2 separate regions of the Sus scrofa genome follow, and region 1 is linked to region 2. A link is a contact called in public Hi-C data. All regions are on one chromosome and are shown on one strand. Each heading gives the region's core, a stretch centred on a gene start, on an enhancer-like site or on the middle of the called end of the contact. The rest is flanking DNA. Distances are from core to core; before and after follow the strand shown. Region 1 has its middle 73 kb from the start of ZCCHC2. Region 2 has its middle 230 kb from the start of PHLPP1.

Region 1 (3,997 bases), core at 1,153-3,652, 310 kb after region 2:
AAGGATGTTTTAAAAACATCATCATCTATCACTCCAAAAGAGATTACCACTGTAGAGAGTCTTTTTATGCAGCCAAAGTGAAGTTGTTTTATAAAACAGTGATTCAACAATATAAAGCGAAAGCCCAGTCTTGGCGGAGAAAGCAAACCTGTTATAGAGGGTAAGAATTAGCCTACTTTTTGCTTCCAGGCAGACTGGAACAACCCCACAATTTCTAAGTCTTCACATATGAATTTGGTGAATGTTGTCTTTATAACCAGAAGCCTAGAGGCCTCAGGTGTAGGCGTTTGAACAAGTATGATTTTAGTTTTGGATTCAGAACCCTGTAATTTGATACCTGGAGCATTTCCTCCTCTCATTCACACGAGTATTCATTCATCGAGTAAATATTCATTGAATATCTGGGCTTAGGGTTCAGGAGATAGCAGTGAATAGGAAAGGACTTACCTTCTAGCTGGGGAGACAAACAGGAAACAAGTAAACAAATTGCAAACCTTGAAGGGCTCTGAAGGAAAGGCCCAGAACAGTGCTGTCAAAAGGAATGGGAGAGGAGGTGACATCTGAGCTGAGACCTGGAGGATGGGAACAAGTTCCCACAGAAAGTGCTGGAGACAAAAGGACTCTGAGGCCATGGAGGTCAGAGCAGTGCTTACCTCAGGGGAGGGTGCGGGCAGCCAGGATGCTGGAAATAGTCTGCATCTTGATCTGGGTGAAGATATGTGTAGAAAATAGGTAAAAATTCATTGAGCTGCACACTTCAAGGCTTATGCACTTTATCATATGAATTTCATATCTTTAAAATAAAGGGAAATGAAAGGGGGTGGGTGTGTTCTGGAGGGAATAACAAGCAAGAGGCTTGCAGGCAGACTGTCTCTTGCGGAAAATAGCCAGAAGCTGGAGGCAGAGGTCAAGGGGCAGTGGGATGAGGTTGAGTACAGTGGTTATCCCTGGGGAGAGAAATAAAATTGGGGCTCTGGAATTAGGGATTTCAACTGTTTATACTTTTCAAAAAATATATACTATTTTGAACATATCTTTGTTTTATATGAACCATTTTTATTTATTATTTTTAGGGCCATACCAGCAGCATATGTAAGTTTCCAGGCTAAGGGATCAAATGGGAACTACAGGTGCAGCCTATACCATAGCCGTGGGCAACACCAGATCCCAGGCGCACCTTCTGGCCATAGCCCACAGCTTGCCCCAACGCCTGATCCTTAACCCACTGAGTGAGGCCAGGGATGGAACCTGCATCCTCAGGGACACTATGTTGGGTTTTCAACCCACTGAGCCACAAGAGGAACTCCTGTATCCTTCTTAAAGCAAATAAGGCCATTTGCTTTTGCTTTCAAAGCGTTCCTCTCTGCCTTCCCTCTCTGCTTGTTCTAAGGTTAAGGGCTTTGAACATCCCTCTCTTGTCTCAAGGGGAAAAAATTCAGGGGTGTAAAGCCCTCATAATGCCTTCTCATCAGGGCTGTGGTCCTAGAAGGCCCACTTAGGGAACGCACACACCGTTTTTCTATTAGCAGAAGGACAGAGGGAACCGCCGAGGGTGGGGGATGGTGACTCACTTCATTCATTCACATAACATTAACCGAGTTTCTTATATGCAGACATTGTTATTTTCCAGATATTCCCAGGTCCAAATCCCTCCCTGCTCAATTCAGGATGTCCAAATACCAAGATTCCAAACCCGAGGGCAGAGACAGCATGGGCATTGTGGGTGGGATGCAGGATGGGAGAAGACATCCAAAGGGAAAGTTTCCAGGCCTTGTGGCCATGGACGGTTCCAGATGTGGTGCTAGGGACCATTTGAAGGGGCAAGAGGAGCACTTTCTAGACTAGCCCTGGGGAAACTGTCTTGAGCCTCCTGGAAAGGCCCGCCTCTCACCGTCTTCACCACCCGCACACATGGACACTCTGAAGAGCAGGTGGTGCAGGCTTGGGGCCAAACTCCGCGGCTCTCGGCTCTGCGGCGCTCGGCCTCCTCTGGGGACCTGTGGCCTTTCCGGAGGGACACCCTCGGTGGTCTGGGCTGCTGCGCACTCGGGAGGGACGTTTAGCATCCTCGACTCCGCCATTACGACAGCCCTGGGGGCGGCGCGCCCGGCTGACACCCCCGGGCGTCTCTTTCACTCCTAAAATGAATTGGGAGAAGCGCAGAGCAGCGTCGGCGCGCCGGTGCGGCTGGGGAAAGGAGAGAGGGAGGGGCGAGGCCGCGGGGGTCACCAGGGCTCCTTTTCTCGCCCGCCAGTCAATTCCAGGGGCGCCGAGGTCAGCCCGCTACACGCTGGCCGCAAAGCTCCCGCGGGGGGCGGTGACGAGTCTGGGCCCCGGACGGCGGGGCCCGCGGGTCAGACGGCTCGGCCAAGCAACCCGAAGCGCCTTCCTGGCGCCTGCAGCGGCAGCCGCGAGGCCCGGGGTGCGGCATCCCCAGGGGGCTTCCCTGCAGGATGCGGACCCACCCCGCCTGGCCCTCGTCGCCTCTGGTTCCTGCGCTGCCAAATCTGGCGCGATCCCGTCCCAGGGGAGGGGTCTATCCCAGCGCAGCCCTGAGGCTAGACCCACGCGCGTTTTTGTTGGATATTTTCAAAGATGTATGTTTGGGGACTGGGTGTCGGTGTGGGAGGTGGGGGGCGAGCTTGGTCACAGGACAGGCCAGAGGACTTGGCGGCCAGAACTGAAGGCAGGAAGCCGGATTTTCCTTGGCGATTCTCTTGCGGCCTCAGTTCCTTCCGTTGGTCTCCAAAAGGCCCACTTTCCAGGGAAGCCGAACTCCTTGATGGACTGCATTTTTGAAATCTGGGGTGAGAACTGCCTAACTGTCAAAATGGAGTCAAGGAGTGGCCTCATTTCCCTTTGCAGTTACATCCGTGGTCCTTAGGTTCCGGGCACAAAACTGAATTTTAATACCATTGGTTTTCTTTGTAATTCTAAGCGTGCGATTCGACACACTTAACAACATCATTCTGAGAATGCTGTGGCTTCCCCAGGCGGACCCCAGTCCACACTGAGTAGGTGACTATTTACGGTCGGTCGGTCGGTCCACCAGTTGGAGGAGGAACTAGGAGGCAAAATACCAACACTCTCAATTGGTCCTGCTGAAGAAACGGGAGTGCTCACCATTATCAGTCACTCAATTATACTTTCTACTTATTTTTCTAATCATCATAACCTAGATTCCCAGCATCAGGAGACCTGGATCCTCCTGGCTCTGGCTTTCTTCTTGAATCCTGGTGAGACTTGGGTCCCTCCCTTCCCATCTCTGGGCCTTGTTTCCCTCACCCAGTTTGAACCAAAAGTTTGCTAGAGGAAACTGAACTTTCTACCATTCCACCATTATCAGCCGCATCTCTGCTCCTGATTACCCCCTTCCCCTTCTCTCCTCCCAAGTGACTTAACAGGACCTAACCAGTTCAGAATCCTCAGCAGGTGTGGGAGTGGCTGCACCTGCCACCTGGCCCCTTTCCAATGGCCTGTCCTAATGGCAGATGATTGCTTGACAAACACCCTTCCCCCATCTCCATTTTGCTCTGTAGACAAGAGGGGCCGTGGCCACTTGGGCCAGAAGGAACATTCTTCTTTATTAGAACTCCTTGCCAGACTGGAACAGGGGATACTGTTTGGACCAGCACTACTCATCAGAACTTTCTCCTGCGATGGAATTGTTTTTCTCCCGTATAGACACCACTAGCGTCCCTATGTGGCTCTTGAGCATTTGATATGTGGCTAGTGTGATTAAGGAACAGAATTTAAAATTTATGTACAAAAACTTAAATTATTTTGAGATATGAAAGACATCAATGAACTGCACATAAAGTATAAAAACTGATGTTCTGACATATATACTTGTGAAATCATTACCACAATCAAGTGAATATGCCTGCTGCTCCATGGTAATCCTTCCATCCTTGCCTCCCCACCCCCATTCAGGGAACCACTGTTCTGCTTCCTGCCTTAGAGATTAGTCTTCATTTCCCAGGATATTATGTAAATG
Region 2 (4,017 bases), core at 796-3,295:
CTGAGCCTTAGCTTCCTGCGTCAGTGAGGATTATAATAGCCTTCACCTCCTAGAGCTACTGTCAAGATTATTCCAACCACTAAAATAAAGCAGTAACGCTACTTTAAAGCAGTGTGTGAATATTAACTCTCACAACTTTCAGAAATGCAAACAAACTAAAAGGGAAGTTTGGATATTTTCTCCCCACACCCAGCAGTTCCTCTGGCACATCCCTGAAAACATACCCCTGGGGAGACAGCAGTATCCTCCACGCTCCCTCCTCAGCCAGCAGAGGCCAGAAACATACCTTCTCACAAGGCTTTGTGCTGGTGGTGCTGGTGCCCCTCCAGCACCAGCTTTGTCCACACCCCTTCCCCCAGGGCCCTGCAGTGGGTCCTAGCAGAATCTTATTCAATCAGGCCACATTTCTTTCATCTGCTGAGAAGAGTCCTGCTCCCTGAGAAAACCCCAAAGGGTGCCTGTTGCACTTTGTCTTAGGTTCGTGAAGAATGACATGAAAGCAGTCAGCCCCCGGTGCTGCCCACTGTAGTGACAAAGGCAGAGATTCATTAAAGGCATAAAGCAGCTCATTATCCAGACTGCAGCTTATACTTGGTTTTGGACAATTTATTTGATATTTATTGATCATGGAGGATGTGAAATGGCCTGTCCTGGGCCAAATCAGCAATTTAAAAGAGATACAGGGGTCTGCCTGACCACAGCCAAAGTCATCTGTTCCCAGGCAATTCACAAGCATACCCTGGACAGAAGGCATGTGGGGCCAGCTTGCCACACATCTCTCACAGCTCCAAAGAATCCTATCAACTAAGCCGAACCACAGGAAACTGAGGCGACAGAGCCAATGTTTTGTCCCCCCCAAACATGCGAAAACAGTTCCACCTCACACCTGTACCAATAGGGGATGAATGAAATGCCAACAGCAGGACTCAGACAGCGAAGGGAGGGACTCTGCAAACCAATGAAATGGTGGTGCCCCACGAGGCCTTTCAGCTCCTGCAATAACTGAATTAACACAAGTCATGTTAATCAATCCAGGGAGGAAAATCAAAATTTTGTTGAATATCAGACATTTCAAAACTCGTAGTTAGTTCTGCTTCCGACACTGTCAAAGAGGTTGCCAGGGCAGGTGGCACCCTGCATTTCTTTATTTGTCATAACCCTGCGGCAAAAGCACCCCAAAATAGGAGAGGAAATAAATGAATGCACACATCCTAAGCTACCCGGAGGAAGGCTGGATGACAGTCTCGTCTTAAAAAGCTCTTCCCTCCCATTCCTTTCCAGTCCCGGGGCCGGGGCAGGAAGTGGAGGCTCACACAGCCCGAGGAGGATCTGACATCCTGGGGAGTTTCCTGGGGAAGGTGGGTGATGATCCCAAACTTTTGGTGATCTTCCTCCTCCCACTGGCCTCACACCTCAGTCTCAGAGGCCTGCGGAAGAGTGACTCTTTATCCAGTAAAGACTGAGCTCCTGTGCTGCTCAAAGCCCTGGGCTACTCGAAACTCAGTCACTACCACAGATTCCCAATCGAGACCCCGAACATCAAGAATGACCCGTGAGAGAGGGTCACTTCTTCCAAAAGTCTGAAATCAGGTGAAGTGGGATTTTTGTTCATTGTTGGGTGGACCTGACATTTATGATAACTGAAACCTACGGAAAATGCCCAGATGGGGCCCAGAGGCCGTCTGAGAGCCGTACAGCTGTGTGTTCAGGCGGGGAGGGGGGACGTCGCCTGAGTTTGAAGACACAGGAGAAATTATTTAGTGAGCACTTGCCTTATGCCAACCTTCTGGAAGAAGGATCTTCTCTGTCATCCCCCAGGCTTGGTCTACGTCTGCGGCTTCATCTCACACCCTCAGGCCCTGGGGCGTCGAGCGTTAACCACGAGGACACCCTAAAAGGACCAGGCTTGCAGCCAGGGTACCAGTCTGTCAGCACCGCCCCTACGCTCCTGCGGGAGTTTGGGACGACACACTGACCATGTGCAGCCCTGCCTGTCGCCCCGCCCTCCTGAGAGCCTTGCTCTCTGCTGCCCTGCGCCCCAGGGGAGGCGGGCTTTCCCAGAGCGAGGAGCGGTCAGCCTCCGCCAAGCTGGGCTGGGAGCTGAGCTGGCTGAGGATGGGGTTCAAGAGTCAGAAGCTCACTCACCCGGTGACATAAGTCACATTCTCAGTTGTGTCAGCTTTAAGTAGTAAAATAAAAGTAAGTAAATCTTTCTACTTATTTCTGCTTTGTTTTGTCTTTGGTTGGGAAGCAGGACAAGGAACAGGGATGCTGTTAAGGGCCACTCCCCCAATATTCCAACACTCCCCCTGCCCCCAGGGCTTTGACCTTGCAGTTTCCTCTGCCTGAAATTTTCATCTTTCAGATCCTATCTTGTCTTCTTTTCAATGTTTTACATCAAATACCATTTTTAGAGTTGCAGTGGTGGCTTAGCGGTAACTAACGGACAGGATCCATGAGGACGTGGGTTCGATCCCTGGGCCCGTTCCGTGGGTTAAAGATCCAGTGTTGCCGTGAGCTGTGGTGTAGGTTGCAGACATGGCTCAGATCCTCTGTTGCTGTGGCTGTGGTATAGGCTGGTGGCTACAGCTCTGATTGGACCCCTAGCCTGAGAACCTCCAAATGCCACAGGCGCAGCCCTAAAAAGCAACAACAACAAAAAAATCATTCTTGATCTCATTTCCCTCTCCTGTTTTCTTCACAGTTTCCTCCACACACGTCTGAAATAATCATATTCATATTTAAAGATTTGCTTATTCATTATCAGCTCCTTGGGTCTAGAGGGTTTAGAAAGTGGAGTTGACAGGACTTGGTGACAGATGACAGGTTCTGCACATGTCAGGCTTGCAGAGGGTGCAGGTTTGAGGCACACTGGGTTTGTGGCACCCGAGTCCTGGGAGGGAGGTGTCCAGGAGGTGGTGTGGACTTGGGGTTGGGGGATGCTGAGCGCCCCCAGAACAAGCCCTGAATGAGAGTGAGAGGCAAAGGGAGGAGCATGGAGCTCAACTCAGGATCCAGTAGAAGAGCCTGAAAAATGTGGCGGAGAAGCAGCTGCTCAAAGCCAGCGCAGAGGCAAAGCAAGAGGGATGGGGGTCAAAATAGAAGTTTTGAACAAGGAAGTGATCAGCTGTGGCAAATGCAGCATTGTTGTTGCTGGAAGTCGTCATGCCCACCCCCACCCCCAACCCCTTCCTCCCCGCCACTGTGACTGTGGTGAGCAGTGGCCTGAATGGAGTGGAGGGGTGACAGGGCAGACAGAACAAAAGGGATGGAGCCAGGCACTTCTGGGGACAGGGGATTTTCCACTTTTATTTTATTTTTTTTAAGTAAGAGAGGCCTGCACTTAGGAATTGTGAGAACTTCCAGGAAAAAGGCAGGGAACAGAGCTGTGAGGTCACAGAGCAGCAGGGCGCAGGCAGCAGAGAATAAACTCCTCTCCCTGGGAGAGAGGGACTGGCAGGATGGTCTAGGAGGGAGTTTCAACCTATAGGTGAGAGGCAGGGAACTGAGTGAGGGGCTAGGAAGAATATTGAAGGTTTAGGAAAGTTTCTGTGAGGAGTGGGAGGGAGAGCCAGGGAAGGTGAAGGGTGACTGAGCGGTGCTGAGCTCAGAGTGGGCTGGAAGCTACAAACTGTGGGTCAGTGCCCTTTGCAGGAACCAGTGGTTTTCTGGCTTCATGGCCCACATGGAAGCGAAATGGTGAAGGGTTGTGTTCTCACAGACGCATGCTTGTAGATCTTGAGGATGCTTCTAACAAGGCAGCATTTTCCAGTGGAGGCCAAGGGGCCTGTCTGACCTGGGGACAGGTCAGACCCCTGAGGGCTTGTTCAAACCTCCTCCATCTTCACCCCTGGATGCACGGAGCCCTCCACCTTTTACTAACCCACTGAAGCCCCTCCTCAGTATGTTGGAGTGGGAGGGAAAAAGGCTGCAAAGTCGGGGGTTTTTTTGTCTTTTTTTCTAAACAAATGGGCATGTGTGTCTAAGAAATGATCCATGGGGACAGTTTGCAGATAA

What was found. Hi-C and Micro-C count contacts between places; a contact is called where the count stands out from the background.
Region 1: a Hi-C map of omental adipose tissue shows a contact between it and region 2, with 1.9 times the contacts expected there. The contact joins two enhancer-like sites. A contact is called at or near these places in 1 of 5 promoter capture datasets (liver), 23 of 47 Hi-C or Micro-C datasets (adipose tissue, brain, embryonic fibroblasts and 13 more) and 2 of 2 datasets of contacts at active chromatin or transcription factors (alveolar macrophages and skeletal muscle).

What each region holds. Positions count from the first base shown.
Region 1 is chr1:158,947,024-158,951,020 of Sscrofa11.1, forward strand. No RefSeq gene overlaps it. Among named protein-coding and RNA genes, the nearest start is that of ZCCHC2, 73 kb to the right of the region's middle. Within about 2 kb of position 2,403, at least 19 of the 83 cell types and tissues checked have an H3K27ac peak or open chromatin away from gene starts, as enhancers often do. A contact at or near this core is called in omental adipose tissue and retroperitoneal adipose tissue, where this site is marked.
Region 2 is chr1:158,633,631-158,637,647 of Sscrofa11.1, forward strand. No RefSeq gene overlaps it. Among named protein-coding and RNA genes, the nearest start is that of PHLPP1, 230 kb to the right of the region's middle. Within about 2 kb of position 2,046, at least 5 of the 83 cell types and tissues checked have an H3K27ac peak or open chromatin away from gene starts, as enhancers often do. A contact at or near this core is called in omental adipose tissue and retroperitoneal adipose tissue, where this site is marked.